Linked DNA regions of Capra hircus: region 2 is linked to region 1. The links are chromatin contacts, called in public Hi-C maps. All regions are on one chromosome and are shown on one strand. Each heading gives the region's core, a stretch centred on a gene start, on an enhancer-like site or on the middle of the called end of the contact. The rest is flanking DNA. Distances are from core to core; before and after follow the strand shown.

The links. A called contact is a pair of places that touch in the nucleus more often than the background predicts.
Region 2: a contact with region 1 is called in a Hi-C map of blood, with 12 times the contacts expected there. The contact joins two enhancer-like sites. A contact is called at or near these places in 2 of 5 Hi-C or Micro-C datasets (both in blood).

What each region holds. Positions count from the first base shown.
Region 1 is chr22:54,018,946-54,023,263 of ARS1.2, forward strand. No RefSeq gene overlaps it. Among named protein-coding and RNA genes, the nearest start is that of TMEM158, 16 kb to the left of the region's middle. Within about 2 kb of position 1,631, at least 2 of the 5 cell types and tissues checked have an H3K27ac peak or open chromatin away from gene starts, as enhancers often do.
Region 2 is chr22:54,158,734-54,163,016 of ARS1.2, forward strand. CLEC3B (tetranectin) reads right to left here. Exons shown (of 3, transcript XM_018067001.1): 3 at 2,831-3,349. The coding sequence ends at 2,949. Among named protein-coding and RNA genes, the nearest start is that of CLEC3B, 6.9 kb to the right of the region's middle. Within about 2 kb of position 1,313, at least 2 of the 5 cell types and tissues checked have an H3K27ac peak or open chromatin away from gene starts, as enhancers often do.

The sequences.
Region 1 (4,318 bases), core at 381-2,880:
GAATGGTGAGCTGTTGCTTAATGGAGACAGGGTAAAACAGTGAGGATAGTTTCAAAACATTGTGAGCATAATTAATGCCACTGAACCACACATCTAAAAATAGTTTAAATGGGGACATCCCTCCTGGTCCAGTGGATAAGAATCCACCTGCCAATGCAGGGGCATGGGTTCAATTCCTGGTCCAGGAAGATTCCTCATGCCACAGGGCAACTAAGCCCAAGCACCACAACTACTGAGCCCGTGTGCTGCCATGCCTACAGCCTGTGTCCACAACTAGAGAGTAGCCCCGCTCGCCGCAGCTAAAGAAAGCCCACTTGCAGCAACAAAGATCCAGCCCAGCCATAAATAAATAAAATTCAAATTTAAAAAATTAAAAAGTTAAAATGGCAAGTTTTATGTTACATGTATTTTACCACAATAAAAATTTCTTTAATAATAAAAATTGAAGAATAACATATTTTAAAAAAATAATCATAATCCTGGCTCCAACCAAGAGCTGACCACAAAAGATGGGTTTTATCCTCTGTTCAGTGGCGTGAACCGGAAACAGTTCCTTGCGCCGAAACCCTGATGTTCTCTGTGGCAGCCCTGCCCCGCCCACTTCCGGCTGCTCTCCTGCTAGTCCTGCATGAGCCTCGTCACCAGCACTGACAGATGTGACCGTGACACTTACAAAGGAGAGCTGAGCAGACCTGCTATTTACGTCTATGAGGCCAGCAATGAGACCCTGGGTTCCGGGTGGACAGAAGCGAGGTGCCGTGGGCAGGCAGCCTCCAGTATCCCACGTGACGCAACTGGAAGAGAGGGAGAGAGCGGGCCCACAGCCTTTTCCTGTTTCCACCAATTACCTCTTCTCTCTCAGGTCTATTGGCGCAGGAAAAGAAAGATGAAACCATTCCCTTGCTCTCACCAACCAGTGAGAGTTATTCCTTGTGTTAATATTCCAAAACTATCAATGAGTCCCAGGGACTGCAGGTAGCCGTGGGGCTTGAATGGAGTTCATTACTGGGTGCACACCCAGGGCAGAACACAAAAGATTCAGCCTTGACATGTTACAGAAGGAAACACACTTCTGGGCAGTCATGATCGGGCTCAGAAATATATAGAGAGAACATCTTTATTCGGGCACAGGATGAAAATTCTTTACAATCCGGGCCCTGGCAGGATCAGCCGTACCTACCCACGGGACACTGATACGGACGTCATCTTCCCCAGAACCAGACGAGGCTCTGACACTCCGTGAGCTCCAGCTTCCTTATCTATAATATGGGGGACATCACGCCGCTGCTGGTAGAGTTGTTGACGTATGTGCTCCCCGTGAAAGTGAAGTGAAAGTCGCACAGTCGTGTCGGACGGACTCTCGGCGACCCCATGGGCTGTAGCCTCCCAAGCTCCTTGGTCCATGGGACTCTCCCGGCAAGAATACTGCAGTGGGTTGCCATTCCCTCCTCCAGGGGATCTTCCTGACCCAGGGATTGAACCCCTGTCTTCTGCATCTCCTTCACTGAAGGCAGATTCTTTACTGCTGAGCCGCTGGGGAAACCCCTATTTTCATGCATGTTGACCCAGCTTCCACATACTGTCCTTTCTGACTCTTAGGACACTGGTTGCTGCGCCCCACTATGTGCTTGTATCGAATAAGCCAGCAATGTTGAGGAATTGAGGCCCTCCAAGAGGAGCCCCCATCAGGAACTGCTGGGAATCTGTGGAAACACCCCGGCTCTATGCCCTCAGGCCAGGGTAATGCTGAGAAGGATTAAGTACTTGGTGCCCCTGGTGGCAGCACGCTTTCTGGATAAGTCACTCTTGCTATTTTCTTTGTCTCACCTGTCTCATGTCCTCCCCAAGTGGTATTTCCTGAGATCACCTCCAAATAAATTACTTACATCTGAATTTTAGGACCTGCTTTTGGAGAACCCAAACTCAGATCATGCCTAATCTAATTTATTCTTTAGAAGGAACTCAGGGAGATAGGTCCTTTGATCTCCCCTTTACAGGTAAGAAACTGAGTCTTGGAGAGATTGCACTGCTTGCCTAAGTTCTCCCCATTAAAGCTGGGACTTGAATTCCAACATCTGCCTCCACTGCCTCAGGAAGCCCTCAATCTCAGCTCGCCAGCAACTGTGTCCCAGGCAGTGACTTGCCAGGTAAGTCTGAGGCTGCAAGAGGCCACTCCCCACGCCTTCACCTCGGTTAGTCCCCACCTCCACATGCAGTAGTACGAAAGAGAAGGCACGCCCATCCCTAGAGTGCTCGCCACCAGGTGGCGCCCTTTCTAGGAGGCCAAGGCTGGCTCTGCAAATACCCTAGATTCTGCAAGTAACTGGTCAATAGTTCTGACCCAGCTACTTGGAAAAAATTAACACAACATTGTAAAGCAATTACACTCCAATTTAAAAATAAATTAAAGGGACTTCCCTGGTGATCCAGTGGTTAAGACTATGCTTCCAGTGCAGGGGGCCTGGGGTTCGATCCCTGGTCAGGGAACTGGGTCTCACATGCTGCAACTAAGACTTCGAATGTCACAACTAAAATATCCTACATGCCACGAGTAAGGCCCCAAATAAATTCATAAATATTTAAAATAAATAAATTTATTTAAAAATAAGTATCTAAAACTCCTTTCTGATATAAATAAGTGATTGAATAAATAAATGGAGAGAAGAAACAAATCTCCCTTACAGAAGCATTCCAAATAATCTATGTAGGTCTACACTCACAAGGGTGTGGAACACAACTCCTCACTCGTAAGTGTGGGCCGAGAGTCACTTTACAGTGGAGAACCATGCAGAGGCCACCTCGGCCAGTTGACTGAGGTTTACATCAACAGTGATAGTCATGTCAACAGTAGATACCCTTGACCTGCTGTGATGACAAGGGCATCTTACCTTTAGGAGGTCTTTCTTCCCAAAACCCATAACCCCAGTCTAATTATGAGAAAACATCAGACAATTCTAATTCTAATTGAGGGGCATTCTACAACATACCTGACTGGTAGTCCTCAAAAAACTGTCAAGATCATCAAAACCAAGGACAGTGTGAGAAACGGTCACAGCCAGGAGGAGCCTAAGGCGATGTGGTGTGACATAGTGACCTGATAGGGATCCTGGAACAGAAAAAGACATTAGAGAAAAACTAGGGAAATCTGAATAAAATTCAGTCAATAATATATCAATGTGAAAGTGAAAGTGAAGTCGCTCAGTCATGTCCGACTCTTTGTGACCCCGTGGACTATAGCCTGCCAGGCTCCTCCGTCCATGGGATTCTCCAGGCAAGAATACTGGAATAGGTTACCATTTCCTCCAGAGGATCTTCCCAACCCAGGGATATATCAATGTATCAATATTGGCTCATTAACTGTAACAAATATATCCTATGAATACATTTTTATTTTGAAAAACTTTTTATTGAAGTATAGTTGATTTACAATATCATATTAGCTTCAGGTATACAGCACAGAGATTCAATTATATATATGTATATCCTTTTCCAGATTCTTTTCCCTTATAGATTATTACAAAACATTTAGCATAGTCCCCTGTGCTATACAGTAAGTCCTCATTGGTAATTATATGCTAACAATATTAAGATGTTAATAATTGGGAAATTGGGTGTGGGGCATATGGACTTCTCTATATTATCTTAGAAATTTTTCTGTAAATCTGAAAGTATTCTAAAATTAAAAGTTTATTTTTAAGAAGGAGATCTAGGTGAAATTAATTTTAACGACATATTTTATTTAACCCCATACATCTGTCAGGCGAGTGTATGCTCCTTGGTTCTGTCTCTTTCCAACAAAGATTTGGAGTGACGGACATTAAAGCCCTTGGCATGTCACAGCTCTCGGGTCTTGGACAGACCATGTTATAGCTCTCAGGTCTCAAACGGACCGTGTTATAGCTCTTAGACAAATCAGTGTTACCGCTCCGTGTTACAGCTCTATTTTATTTAGATAATAGCAGGAAAATCCATCCTCGAGGCGTGAGGGCATGTCGACCCAAAGACGCGAAGAGACGAGCGCCCCAGCGTGCGCGCACGAGAGAGAGAGAGAGAGAGAGAGAGAGAGAGAGAGAGAGAGAGAGAGAGAGAGAGAGAGATTTGGCTCCTCTTTCTATGCGTTCCCTCCCCCGGGCCTGCCCTGTGCAAACTGGGCTCGCCAGAAGTGCTGTTTGTTCTACCTGAAGTCCTCACTCCAGTCCTCGGACCTTCCTTTGACCTTCCTTTGTTCTATTTTCACGGGCTTTTCCCTTCCTTGTCTTTTCAGTTCAGTTCAGTTCAGTTCAGTTCAGTCGCTCAGTCATGTCAGACTCTTTGCGAC
Region 2 (4,283 bases), core at 63-2,562, 140 kb after region 1:
GAAAATCTGGGTGGAAAATGTGTTTTTACAGAATTCCTTTCCAGCAATCACAAATATACACCAATGCACATGACCATCAACTCCTTTTCACAAAAGCTTCACAGTCACATCATGAAATATCTGAAAACTTTCTTCAAGATTCAGGAAGGGCTGAATGTAAATAATAGATAGTACATGGGCCTTGGAACTCAACAGACCTGAAATCCAGCCCCATTCATGGATGTTCTTAGAAAAATTATCCTCTCTCTACTGTTTTCTTCAACTATGAAATAGGCTTAATAAAAGCGCTCTCCTAGGTTAGTATGACTGTTGAGTGAGGTCATTCATGAGCTGTTGTCAGGACATAGGAAGGGGGTTGTGGGTCAGTGCCCAGCACACAGTAGGAATGCACTCACTGCTCATTCTCTTTGCTTTTATGAATACTTCCACCTTCTCTCAGCAAAGCCAAAATCCAAAGAATGTGCCTGGAGGTTGTGCGAGGACACAGGAGTGGTTTAATGTTTTCATTTGAAGCAAGTATGTTTATGTGTGTGAGAGGGAAGCTCACATTCCAGGGGCCGACTCTGACCAGAGTTTGAACCGGTCTTCTTTGCCATGCAACTAGCAATTATGCAGGAAAACCTGTGGTTTAGGGAGGTTGGGAGAGACTGATGGGTGAGTTGCCAACCAGGAAAGATAGTACTGACACCTCGATTAACCTCTTCTCCAAGGCAAAGAACTGGAAACAGCTGAACTTGCGAAAGCTTTTACCCAGCATTTTGCGTGACCGGCACTTACAGCAATATTTCAAATTGTCCCTTTGTTGGACATCCTCAAAATCTTTGCACACCAGGGCAGCACATGGTAAAGAGGGAAATGCGTGATGATGAAAGAGGGCTCTACCATCAATTCTAATAAAGAGTAGTATAGAAGCTGAAGATCTAGAAACCAGTACCTTATTATTGTTCATGCACCTTGGAAATTTTTAATTTTGTAGCCAGTGCCATAAGGAATAGTATGGTGAGTGAGGCATTTAACTGGGGTACAAAATTTAAGGAAGTGCCTAAAAAACTCAGTAATCATGATACAAAATATTTGAACACAGTGTTTTAAAAAATAAAAATTAATGCAAACAACAACAGGTCGAAACTTAAAGCAAGATCCCAGGGCAGATGTACCCTAGCTTGAAGTCCATGAGTCTGTGTCTTAAAATCCCAAGCACTTTCGCAGCTGATTAAAAATGGTCAGTGATTCTTTTGCTTATGCTGCCACCTGCTGCTGAAATCAGGCAGCGCCACAGAGGCAGTTCTCTACCAGGACCCTCTCTCATACCCAAAGGCCTGGTGCCCTCTTGCGGGCATCCACGAAATGCAGGAACTTTGAAAACGTGTGGCCTACATCCTACTAGATAGCTGAGTGGGGTAAAAAGAGCCCAAGACTCAGCCAGACCGACATCTGCATCTCAATTTTGCTTCTCATTTGCTAGGTCATCTTGAAAAAAAGAATCACATCGCTGTTCTGAGCTTCAGTTTCTGCATCTATCATGAATGTCTTCCATCATTACATCTTCCTAAACTGTTGAATTACATGAGATGGTTTCCATGACAATGTCAGGCAGGCTGTGTGGCACAAAGTAGACACAGAGTTCACTCTAAGCCACCTCCCCCAGCATAGCCCACTCCCCGTGATCAAATCAAAATATCATTAATTTACCTCTGAAGGCAGGACACACTCAAAGACGACCAGGGAGAAAAGATATGGCAGACATGGCTGATCTGGGAAGACCTCCCCTAAGCGGGTTACTAGAGCTAGGCCTACATGGTTGGATGGGCCAGAGGGGTTCATGGGGCCACTTGTCTGATGTTTTATCTCAGGGAAGGTCCAGTACCATGAGACAAGCATCACGGTGGTGGTGGAAAGGCCAAGGCCCTGGTCATCCTGGCTCTGTGACCAACGGAAGTCACTCAGCTTCCCTGAGCCTCAACTTCCGTTTCTACAAAACGGAGATAATAACATGCCTGTCCCTGGTGGATAAGATTAAATAAGATGACTTATTTAAAGTTCCTGTGATTCAGTGGGCTCAGTAAGTGGTAGCTGGTATTTCTAGGATGGAACTTTCTTTGAGGAGCAGAAAGGGGGTCACACCAGTCAGGCAGTGTCGGCCGCTCTCATTTTTGACTCCTGTTCGGCAAGAGGGGGGATGCAAATGTTCCCTGTGGCAGACCGAGCTCTCACCCTAACAGGACTCCGCGAGTGAGTGCACCCCAGAAATGAATCCCCAACAGAAAAGGGTGGGATGGGGGTGTCCCTTCTGCCCTGCAGTTGTGGAGGGGATGCTGAAGTGGAGTTTACGATAAGAAGCCTGGAAATCGGAATAAGGGCTGTAACTTAGATAAGAATAGAGTATCAGTGTTCATCTCCGGACCTTGAGGAAACCTCCGTGCTGCCATGAGAAAATCTCCTTGCTTTCAGGAAACACACTTAAGAATTTAGGGGTAAAGGAGTAATCACGTCTGCAATTTATGGTCAAACGGTTCAGGAAAAAATGAAAGGCAAATGGGGGAAATATTAGTGTTTGTGGAATCTGGATGAAGGGTATTCGGGAATTCTTGCTCTCTGTAAGAGGGAAATCAAATGAAATATAAAGTTGTGTAATTTAAAAAAGGCAGCAGCAGTCAAGGGTTCCCGCCTCCCCTCTGTTCTCTTTCTCCCTCCCCTTCTCTGTGCACCCAGCTCACCATCCTTCACCGCCTCTCTGCTTGCCTCCTAAGAGCCTTCTCCCAGGGACCCCAGAAGGGCTCCTGGACTCTCCCCGCCCATGGGAACCGGCACAGACTGCAGCCACTCTCCATCACGGTGCACCCACTTTATTTGCGAAAGGAGGCGCCCAGCGCGCGGGGGGCGGGGAGGTCCCCGCACCCCTCCTCCGGGGCTCAGGATCCCGCGCCCGGCCCGGCCCTCCCGGCCCGCTAGACGATGGCGAACTGGCAGACGTAGGGCAGCTTGTCCCGGCAGCGCTTGTCGAACCACTTGCCGTTGGCCGCGCCGGACAGGGTGGCGCAGTTCTCGACCTTGCCGCCGTCGGGCTGCGCGGTGATCTCCGTCTCCCAGTTCTTGTAGGCGATGTGGCCACCGGTCATGTCCACCCAGGCGCCCTCGGACGCCATGTCGTTGAAGCCCAGCCAGACCTCGGCCTCGCTGCCCACGCTCTGGCGCAGGTACTCGTACAGGGCGTCGTTCTCGGAGCCCGTCTGCGGGGTGCCCAGGGTGCCCCCGCGCGAGATGCAGTCCTCGCTCGCCTCGTGGAAGGTCTTCGCCTGGACGAAGGCCAGGAAGCACTTCATGTGCACCTTGGTACCCTTCAGACAGACTGGGGGGGGAGAAGTGGCCGTCACCCCAGCTTCCCCAGCCGAGAGCCCACTGCCAGGGGCCGGCTCACCCCCTCCACCAGCCCTGTCCGCAGCGGAGGGGCTCCAGACCCAGCCCCGAGGGCCCTGCTGTGATGGGCACTGAATCCCAGACCGCCGATTCACAGCGGGTGGAGCCCCTGCTGCTGGGCGTGGGCCCAGCCCCCTCCGCTGAAGACAGACGGCCCCTCCCTCAAGGTCACACCCCTCCCCTGGGTGCCCCATCCAGCTCCCAGGTGGGGAGTGGTCATCTCTCCCCCAGGCAGGATAATTCTGCCTTTTAGCAGAATTAAAAGGCCCTCTAGGGGCCTTTTAGCTTGGAGGGTGCACAGGGGGGTGCAGAAGCTGGCCTTGGGTGTCCCTCTGCCGAGTCTGCTTCCCACCGCCCCCTTTCACAGCTGGGACCCCAGACTCTCCCTGATGAATGTACCCCATCTCAGAATGGGCTTCCCAAGGAGCCCCGCCAGAGCCACCAGCTCTGATCTTCCTCGCGCCCCACTCTCCCTGAGATTGGAGCCAGGGGACATGACCACACTCCAGGTGCCCAGGACCCCAAATCCCTGCCCCAGGGGCCCAGACAGGCTCCCAGCATCTGCCAGCAGCCTCTTCTGAGTCAGTGCTCCTGAGGGCTGGTTGGAGTAGTGACTGGGAGCTCAGAGCTGAGACTGGCCAGGCCCCGGACAGAAGAGATGGCCCAAGTAGGGGGCCAGGAGCTCGCTGTCTCAGGCTCAGAACTCTGAGGAGTCTGAGAGTTCCAAATTTGATTCTGGCCTCGAAGGTTGTAATGAGGGTATATATTTGGTCTAGTTAGGGATATAGGCTGTTTCTGCTTAGCAGTTTATTCTTTAGCTGGGTTTATAACATAAATATTTAGACAGTTGGAGTGTATGTCTTCAT